2 separate regions of the Gossypium hirsutum genome follow, and region 2 is linked to region 1. Evidence: chromatin contacts called from public Hi-C data. All regions are on one chromosome and are shown on one strand. Each heading gives the region's core, a stretch centred on a gene start, on an enhancer-like site or on the middle of the called end of the contact. The rest is flanking DNA. Distances are from core to core; before and after follow the strand shown. Region 1 holds the start of LOC107921289 (non-symbiotic hemoglobin 2). Region 2 holds the start of LOC107922041 (3-phosphoinositide-dependent protein kinase 2).

Region 1 (4,109 bases), core at 70-2,569:
TAAAAAAATATTAAATTAATATAATTATTTATGTAGGTAATATATTAATATAAAATAATACTAATTATCAATATTATTAGTGATTTATATAAATTAAATCAAATTAAAATTTTATGTGATAACGTTTTAATATTTATTCCACTTAATTTCACTTGATATTACAATTACAACAATTAATATTTGTTGTTGTTTTTAATCTCTCTCTCCTTCTATAATGTATTTTTTGTTAAATTTTTAACCTCCTTTTTTTTAAATAAAAAAAACAGAGAAAATAAGGCAAAATAATGATAGAAAAACAAAATAGTCTTTATTACTAAAATTTATTCATTAAAATTGTGAAAATATTGGCAAACAACATTAAAATTGAAGGAAGTAAAAGGGTAATTAAGCAGTTTCATCATGGTGGTTCTTCATCTCAGCCTTAATAGCTTCAGCCAATTGATCATAAGCTTCACCCCAAGCATTCTTCATCTCTTCATTCCATTTCTCTTCTCCAATTGCTTCTTCAATTGTCCTTAAGAGTGCCTCTTTCACCACCTGCATTAACATTATTCCTCATTTTTTTTTAATTAACCACTGCATCCAAATCTAATTTATTATTAAAAAATAAAATAAAAACGTACCTCGAAATGGGGGTCTTTGACACCACTCTTGACATGGACAGTGCCCAAATACTTCAAAGTAGTATCAGCCACTACCACTTCCCCTTTCTCTCTCAGTTGTATGGCTGACTCACATGTCTTCAACAACAATTGTTTAAGTATTTTAATTTAAGTAGGGATGTATATGCAATGAATAAAAAAAAAAAGGACTGACCATCTTGAAAACCTTGACAGCATGAGCTTTGAGCTTTGGATTATTTTGAGGAATCTCCTCTGACTCCCTCAAGAAACTGAACATGTTCTTCGCACCTGGTGCTATCTCCAATATCCTAAATTACACTCTCAATTTAATCAATACTCAGTGGAAGAGAAATTCTGTTAAAGGACTAGGCCGAACGAAGAATTCATAAGAAGGAAAGAATTAAAGGTCTTACAGTGAAAAGAAACGCAAGCTGGAGTGAGGAATATCTTGCTTCAAAACCTCCCATGATTCTTTCACCAACCCTTCTTGCTTCTCTGTGAAACCCATCTCTCATTTTCTTCTTCTCAATGATAACCAGGGAGTGGTGGAGCTCTATAAGAAAAGAGAAAACAAGTGTGGGAATCTTGAAGAAATAAATAATATTAATGACAAACGCAAACTCAGAAATTTAACTGCTGCTTTCCTTTATTAATATAATACCGATACAGCTAAGCTTTTTTTGTCTTCTTAGACGTGCATTGATGTTGTGTAAAAGATGGAAATTTAAGAAGGAATATTATTATTCACAACAAATCATTTTGATTTCATTTTGACAGAAAAATCTCCCAAGTTGTAACCTGTCCACATATTTTCTATCGTTACCAAATAATTCATGCTTACACAATACAAAATTAAACTACTCTTCGCATCATTAATATTTTAATTATTCAACCATTTAGTCTATTCATATAGATCATGCATGTTAAATTAAATATATATTTAGAAGTTCTAACTATTTATTTTATGCAAAAAAATTCAACCGTTGAATATATATATATTAATATATCAAGTATTTTAGATTGATATGATACGAATATCGGATGAGTTCAAAAATTTGAATGCATGACAAGTACAATTATATTGATAAATTTAACGGCTAGACCGTTAAAATATTAATCATATAAATAATTACAGAAATGTGTAAAACTACTCTAATTTTTACTGAATTTTTCCCAATATATAATATAAAATATTGATTTAAAACATACCAATATTTCAATCAATGTACTAGTTGGGGTTTTTTACCAAAATATTACAAAAAATAAAAAATAAAAAATACCAAAATATTATAAATTTTTTTATTTACCAAAATAATACAAAAAAAAAAGATGGCTGATGGAGGGCATGCAAAAGGCAGCACCAAAGGTGCCTTTCCCATAGGCGGCATAGGACTAAAATGTAATGATCTAAAGTTTTTAAGGACCTGATATGTAAATTTACCATTTTGAATTTTGAAACGTGATTAATTGCCTTCTAAGCCCTCCTTATTTATTATTCTATTTTTATTCCCCTTCAACTCACTTTTTTATTTAATAAACAAGCCCTCAACCTATTTTTGTAGTTAAATAAGCTCTTAATCTATGATTTTTACTCATAAACAAGCCCTCAACCTATTTTTATGTGAATTTGATGAGAATAATTTATTAAATAAAAAAATTTACTAAATTTGATGAGAATAGTTTATAATTATAATTTATTTTTTCTATTTGGGTTACATTTATGGGTGATCAGTTTTATTATTACTTTTGGTTTTTCAATAAAGCATGTCTGGTATTTCTATTAATTTTTTTAATTAAATCTAATATTAGTTAAGTGATAATTAAGATACTTAGAATTCTAATTAAGTAATAACTCTACTTTACTTTAATAAAAGTAGCATCGTCAAATTTTTTAACTAATAACAATAAATTATAATTATAATTATCACAATTTTTTTATCTTTTACTTATATTTTATGCTTAGATTTCTATTTAAATAACAATTTTATTTTAAAATTAGCACAATATTTTTAATAATAATTGCAGCTTAAATTATAATTATTTTGAAATATATAATTCTCACAATTTCTATTAAATTATAATTATTTTTAAATTTATAAAGAGTATTTATATATAAAAAATATTTTTATTTAATTAAAAAACTTGAATTCTTATTATTTTAAATTCATCCAATTATATTCAATGATTTTATAGATTTATAGTTTTATTAATGAATAATATATTATGTTTTTTTTAAGTAGAGCCTTTATAATATATGATCAAATTAATTAATTTCACATTAATATATTATTATTTTAATTAATCTTACTTTTTATTATTATATAATAATATTAATAAATTATTATTCTAATGTAGTTTAGTAATATAATTAACAATAAAGGATATTTTTGTCAGTTCAAAAGTTTTTTCAAGACTCGTGCTTTTATATATATTATAGATAGATATTTTTATGATTTTTATCGGAGATATGAAAGATTAGATCACAACCTATCATATTTCGTCATCTAATTGGTCCGTTAATTGATTTTAGTGGTTAATGTAACGAAATGTAAAAATTATTAATGTAAGAGCTTAATTAATTTTTCAGGTTAATGAGAATGGCTCAACTGGGTTCAAATTAAGTCAAGGGGCTTAGTAACTTTTTTTGGTTTTTTCTTAAGGGACTATTATAGCTATAAGCCTTTGATAAACATAAATTTTTTTATTTAATAAGCTATTCTCATCAAATTCACATAAACATAAAATGCGAATTAGTTTATTCTTTTTTAAATAGCTTTACTTTAGGTAAAATATATTTACTTTAATAAGTTTTTTATTTAATAAATTATTTATGAGTAAAAATTATAGATTAAGAGCTTATTTAACTACAAAAATAGGTTGATGGCTTGTTTATTAAATAAAAAAGTGAGTTGAAGGGGAATAAAAAGAAAATAATAAATAAGGAGGGTTTAGAAGGCAATTAGTCACGTTTCAACTTTAGTGCCTCCACACCCACAGGCGGCACCAATTCAGTTTCAAAATTCAGAATGGTAAATTTCATATCAGGTCCTTAAAACTTTAGATCATTACATTTTAGTCCTGTGCCGCCTATGGGAAATCTTTTTTTTTTATTATTTTGGTAAATAAAAAAGTTTATAATATTTAGATATTTTTTATTTTTTTTGGTAATATTTTGGTAAAAAATCCTACTAGTTGAGATAAACATCTACCTAATCATTAATTAATGGTGAATTAGAGATACTGAAGAAACAATAATCCAAGATTGATAGCATAAGCGCCATGATTTTATCTATTTATTTTTATAAAAATCAAACAAATGAACAAAAAATCACTTATTACGAATCTCATGCTCCTCACCTTCCCAGAAATAATTTATATTTTTGTATTAAAAAATCACTAAATAAATTTTTTTATACATATTGGGCGCATGGCTAACGTCAACTTTGAGAAAATTCCAAAAAATTCACTTGTTTTTCATTTAAACAT
Region 2 (4,532 bases), core at 1,278-3,777, 190 kb after region 1:
CTCACTAAGTTCTTACAAACTTATTCCGTTATTTCTTCTTATTTTTAGGTTCTTAGGCTGAATGTATTGATCGGCCATTTGTGAGCCTTCTTTGTGTTTCGTGGGTAACATGTAATTACTGGGGGTATTAGGATGATTCTTAGATGCCACCATTTAAAAATCATTAAATTGTATTTTGAAACAATATTTTGTACTTCGAATGTTTATTGACAACCTTGTTGGCTTATAATCAATCGTGGGTTATGGTACTTTCAGATAAAATTAAGTAGAGTTTTAAACTACAAGCTCGAGCAGTAACGCGAAAGGAAATTTCGTTTGATTTTATGAATATTTTCTAAACCGCCTTCAAAGGTTATAAACTCGTATCTTTAAACTTTTAAAGTGGGGTGGTAACATTTTAAAAATTTTGATTTCAATTATATATATTTTCTAGTTAGTTGAATGCCTCTCTAGTAAATGGGTAGCCACCTAAGCAAGATGTTAGTTTAAAAAGAAAGGTTTAGTGTTTTCAACAGCTCAGCTCTTGGCACTTCATATCTGGTTTCGACGAACGGATTGAGTGTGGAAAATTACAATGGACACTGAACCTCAACCCTTTATCGTTTTCATTGCTAAAAGTAAAAAAGAAAATATTCTATTCCAACTTTATCGTTTTCATTGCTAAAAGTAAAAAAGAAAATATTCTATTCCAACTAGAAAATATCAATCGTACCTTTGAAAGGCCAAAATTTTAGAATAACTACTTTCAAATATCCCGGTTAATACCTTTCTTAGACATGAAATGTGGGTTTAACTTCCCATATCTTTGCAGCCCTAGGAGTTGGAAGCTTTCATTGCAATCTGTAGGGCCATTTGATATGTTCCTTTGTTCTGTATAAGTACTATCAATCTCCATGAACTAAGGCATAAGAGAAAACCAAGAAAAAAAAGTACAAAGAGAACAAAAAAAGTTTACATAAAGAGACAAAGCATCACTTTAGTAAAAATATAAAAATGATTCACTATTGTTTAGACTTTATTAACTTCACCGTCCATTGTTGCCCTACTTTTTAAATAATATGAAGTTGTTTTTATTTTTTATTTTTATGGAGAAGTCAAGATTGTGGAGTTTGGTTCCATGTAATAGTTGACGTCCCAATCAAAGGGCGGTTGATATATGTGGTTGCTCAACGTGGGCTTGTCCCAATGCTTTTCTTTGGGAACCCACTTGGCCCATATTTCTTGCCTACACGTAACCTGGGTCCTACCGCCCATGCTTTGGACCTACTTACTACTCTCAATAATTATAATTTACTCTATTTTATTCAACACGTAATTTTATTTTTAATATTCACAAAGAAAGTTACCAAGGAAAATGGGAAATGTTATTAGATGCCAATTCATAAATCTATATTGACAAAAATAAAAGAGAAGAAGATAATTGATTAAAAAAGTATAATTATATTTAACTTTTATTCTTTTTTAAGTTAAAAGTCAAATAGATTTTTTTAAATACCTAAAATATTAAATTTTTAACGATGTTGGCGTGGTAACTCACCTGGTGTATCTCATCTTGTCATAGTAATATTTGTCTTATACGCTACATTAATAAATAATTTTAAAATTTTTTAAAATTCAAAAATAAAAATAAACAAGTTGAAATGAATTATTATAGGAGTTGTGTTTGAAAATTTAACATATTAATTACTGTTTCTGTGAGAACCAAATTTAATTAAAAGAATTCAGCTTAGTAGAGCAATTAAATTAATATATAAAAAGAATGTAATAAACTTAACCTTCAGTCAGGTTTTTTTATTTTTTATTTTTAGAGATTGTTTATGGGAGAAAGGAGAAAAGGATGTAGCGTCATTGGATGGCATGTGCTAACAGCCTCTCTTCAATGCCCCCCAACACTCATGTTTTACATTTCAAAAAGGGGATTCGAATAATATTTAAAATTTAAAAGTATTATTTGTTATGGTTTTAGAGCAGATGTGAATAAATATCTAAATACCTATTATTTATATGAATAAGGGATGCGGATTTGGAGTTAAATATTTGAATATAATAGTTACAATTAATTAGAATAAAACATAAAATATAATAAATGAATTATTAAAATATGTAAAACTAAAATAATTTCAAACCAATGTAACCATAAAATTCATTTAGCAGATATTGAATTGGGAACAAGTTACAGCAATAAAAGAACCAAACTCACAACACTCTTGTTATTGCAATAAAAAGCCCTTTGGTTTTTAAAATTTATATATTATAATTGAATTAATTAGCATTACTGAAAAAAAGATAAATTAGAAACCTACTTTAATTTAAAAATTTCAATTAAACTATATTTTTTAAAAATTACAATCAAATTAAACGTTATTAACTCAAGTCATTCCCAAACTCGTAGCTACAAATCATTATCGATAAATGTTAAAATAATTTATATATGTTTACATTAAATTTTAATAATATAATTAAAATAATTATATGATAAAAAAAATTAATTCCAACAGATAAGTTGAACCCTTGGCAGTTAGCATACAGACAGCTCTTTCACTTTTTTATATATATTAATTTTTTCTTTCTAGGGTTTTGAAATTCCTCAAAAGCTGATCACTCTCATTTTCATCTTTTTCCTTTAATATAATATAATCTATATTTTAAATTATAGTTACACAAATTTGTATAAATTTCATAAAATTATATTATAGTGACAAGAAAAGAATCAATTTCAACTTTTTTCTCCTCATTTTTTCAGAAGAATATTTAAGGAAGATCCAATCTATCTCAATAAAGAGGAAAAAGGATTATTTTTCTTTTTTTTTTCTCTTTGACTGGAAACAAAAATCGAAAAAGAAAAGCTTCTCTCAATAATTATTTTTATTGCTGTGATGTTGTAAAAGGGAAAGTAAGGGGATTTTTGGGAGAGAAATGTTGGCCATGGAGAAGGATTTTGATTCAAAGCTTAGGGTTCAGGGAACTGATGATACTAACAAAGACAATTCTTCTAATACTGGTGCTTCTAACAATGTTCAGAGATCTAAAAGCTTTGCATTTAGAGCTCCTCAAGAGAATTTCAGTATTCAGGATTTTGAACTGGGTAAGATCTACGGTGTTGGTTCTTACTCGAAGGTTAGTTTTTTTTTTTGTTGTACTTGAGTTTGATTCTAGTCAGATCACTCTAAGTAGATCACACACTGTTTTTGGTTATAATTTATTATTATTATTATTATTATTATTTGTATGTATGCATGCTTTAATTTATGAACTTGATGGGCAATGATGCTTTCTTTATGAATTGTGAGTTTTTGGTATAAATTTGGCTATCTTTGTGAATTTTGTGGGTTTTTTTAGTAGTGATACAAGCTATTTGAATGAAAGGGAAATAATTTTGCTTAGTTTATAGAAACTTAGTGCAAAGAAAAACATGAAGTTCTGTTGAATAAACAATGTGTTGTTCTGTTTCTGTTTCCTATATTAGCTGACTGTGTAATATTTAGGCTATGCTTGGAAAGAGAATGAACGGAAAATCTTTTAGCCTACCGCACTCATGTGCATATTGAACTATATATGCTTTATTTAGGCTATGTGTGATATTTTACTACCCTCAAATTGTTTACTTATTTTCATAACTAGCAAATCGGCGATAGTTCAACTTGCACATCAGTGGAGTGAGGGATTTTGAGCCTACTGCTTTTCCTTTTACTGCTGGATCAAGATCTTATTTATTGCTCTCTTTTTGTTTTATGTCTTACAGATAATGACATTGATATTAAATATTTTTTTGGTTAATTTTTATGCTGTTGATCTCTTTTTCCCTTTTTGCTCTTTTGTTTTTTCACCATCTCAGAATCTAAATAACTTATTGATAAACACTTTTTATTGTTACTCTTAGAAATTTGAGTTTTTGAAAATGTGAGGCTAAATTAAAGTACTTTCTGTTATTTGAGCACTTCAGCTGTGTACTAGACATTAACGATGTGAATGAAGAAGTTTCTGATATTTTTAGTAAATTAATGTATATATTGGATAAGAGCAGAAAAGGCAAAAACTGTCTGTATGTTTAAGAGTGAAAAAGGATGAGCCAAACTGGACAAATTTATTTATGTTTCATGCCACTTCTTTATGAAATGAAATTTGTATAGAAGTGTCGGCTGCTTGATATGTTAGTTTAGAATATATACATACATATATGTGTGTGTGTGTGTGTTCATTGACATTGCTTGGCGGGGGGGTTTATTATCATTAGTTTTTGCTGCTGTAAACTTTTCTTCTTTTTATTTTTTTTATTGGAAATTGTTTTAATTTATTTAACTTAGTATATCCTTTTCTTCACTCACCATTTCTCATTTGAGCTTCTTATTCACGTTGTTTTTGTTTTGAATATCCATCAGGTTGTGAGGGCAAAGAAGAAGGATACGGGAATGGTGTATGCTTTGAAGATCATGGACAAAAAGTTCATCACTAAGGAAAATAAAACTGCATATGTAAAGCTGGAACGTATAGTGCTTGACCAATTGGAGCATCCTGGTGTTGTGCGGCTCTAT

Evidence for each region. Hi-C and Micro-C count contacts between places; a contact is called where the count stands out from the background.
Region 2: a Hi-C map of leaf shows a contact between it and region 1, with 2.5 times the contacts expected there. The contact joins the promoter of LOC107922041 here to the promoter of LOC107921289 in region 1. A contact is called at or near these places in 5 of 34 Hi-C or Micro-C datasets (callus, hypocotyl and leaf).

The regions. Positions count from the first base shown.
Region 1 is chrD01:26,529,961-26,534,069 of Gossypium_hirsutum_v2.1, forward strand. It overlaps LOC107921289 (non-symbiotic hemoglobin 2), which reads right to left and starts at 1,320. Exons shown (of 4, transcript NM_001426007.1): 1 at 1,037-1,320; 2 at 817-931; 3 at 624-740; 4 at 289-537. The coding sequence starts at 1,131. The coding sequence ends at 385.
Region 2 is chrD01:26,717,226-26,721,757 of Gossypium_hirsutum_v2.1, forward strand. LOC107922041 (3-phosphoinositide-dependent protein kinase 2) reads left to right here and starts at 2,528. Exons shown (of 11, transcript XM_016851868.2): 1 at 2,528-3,117; 2 at 4,380-4,532. The coding sequence starts at 2,917.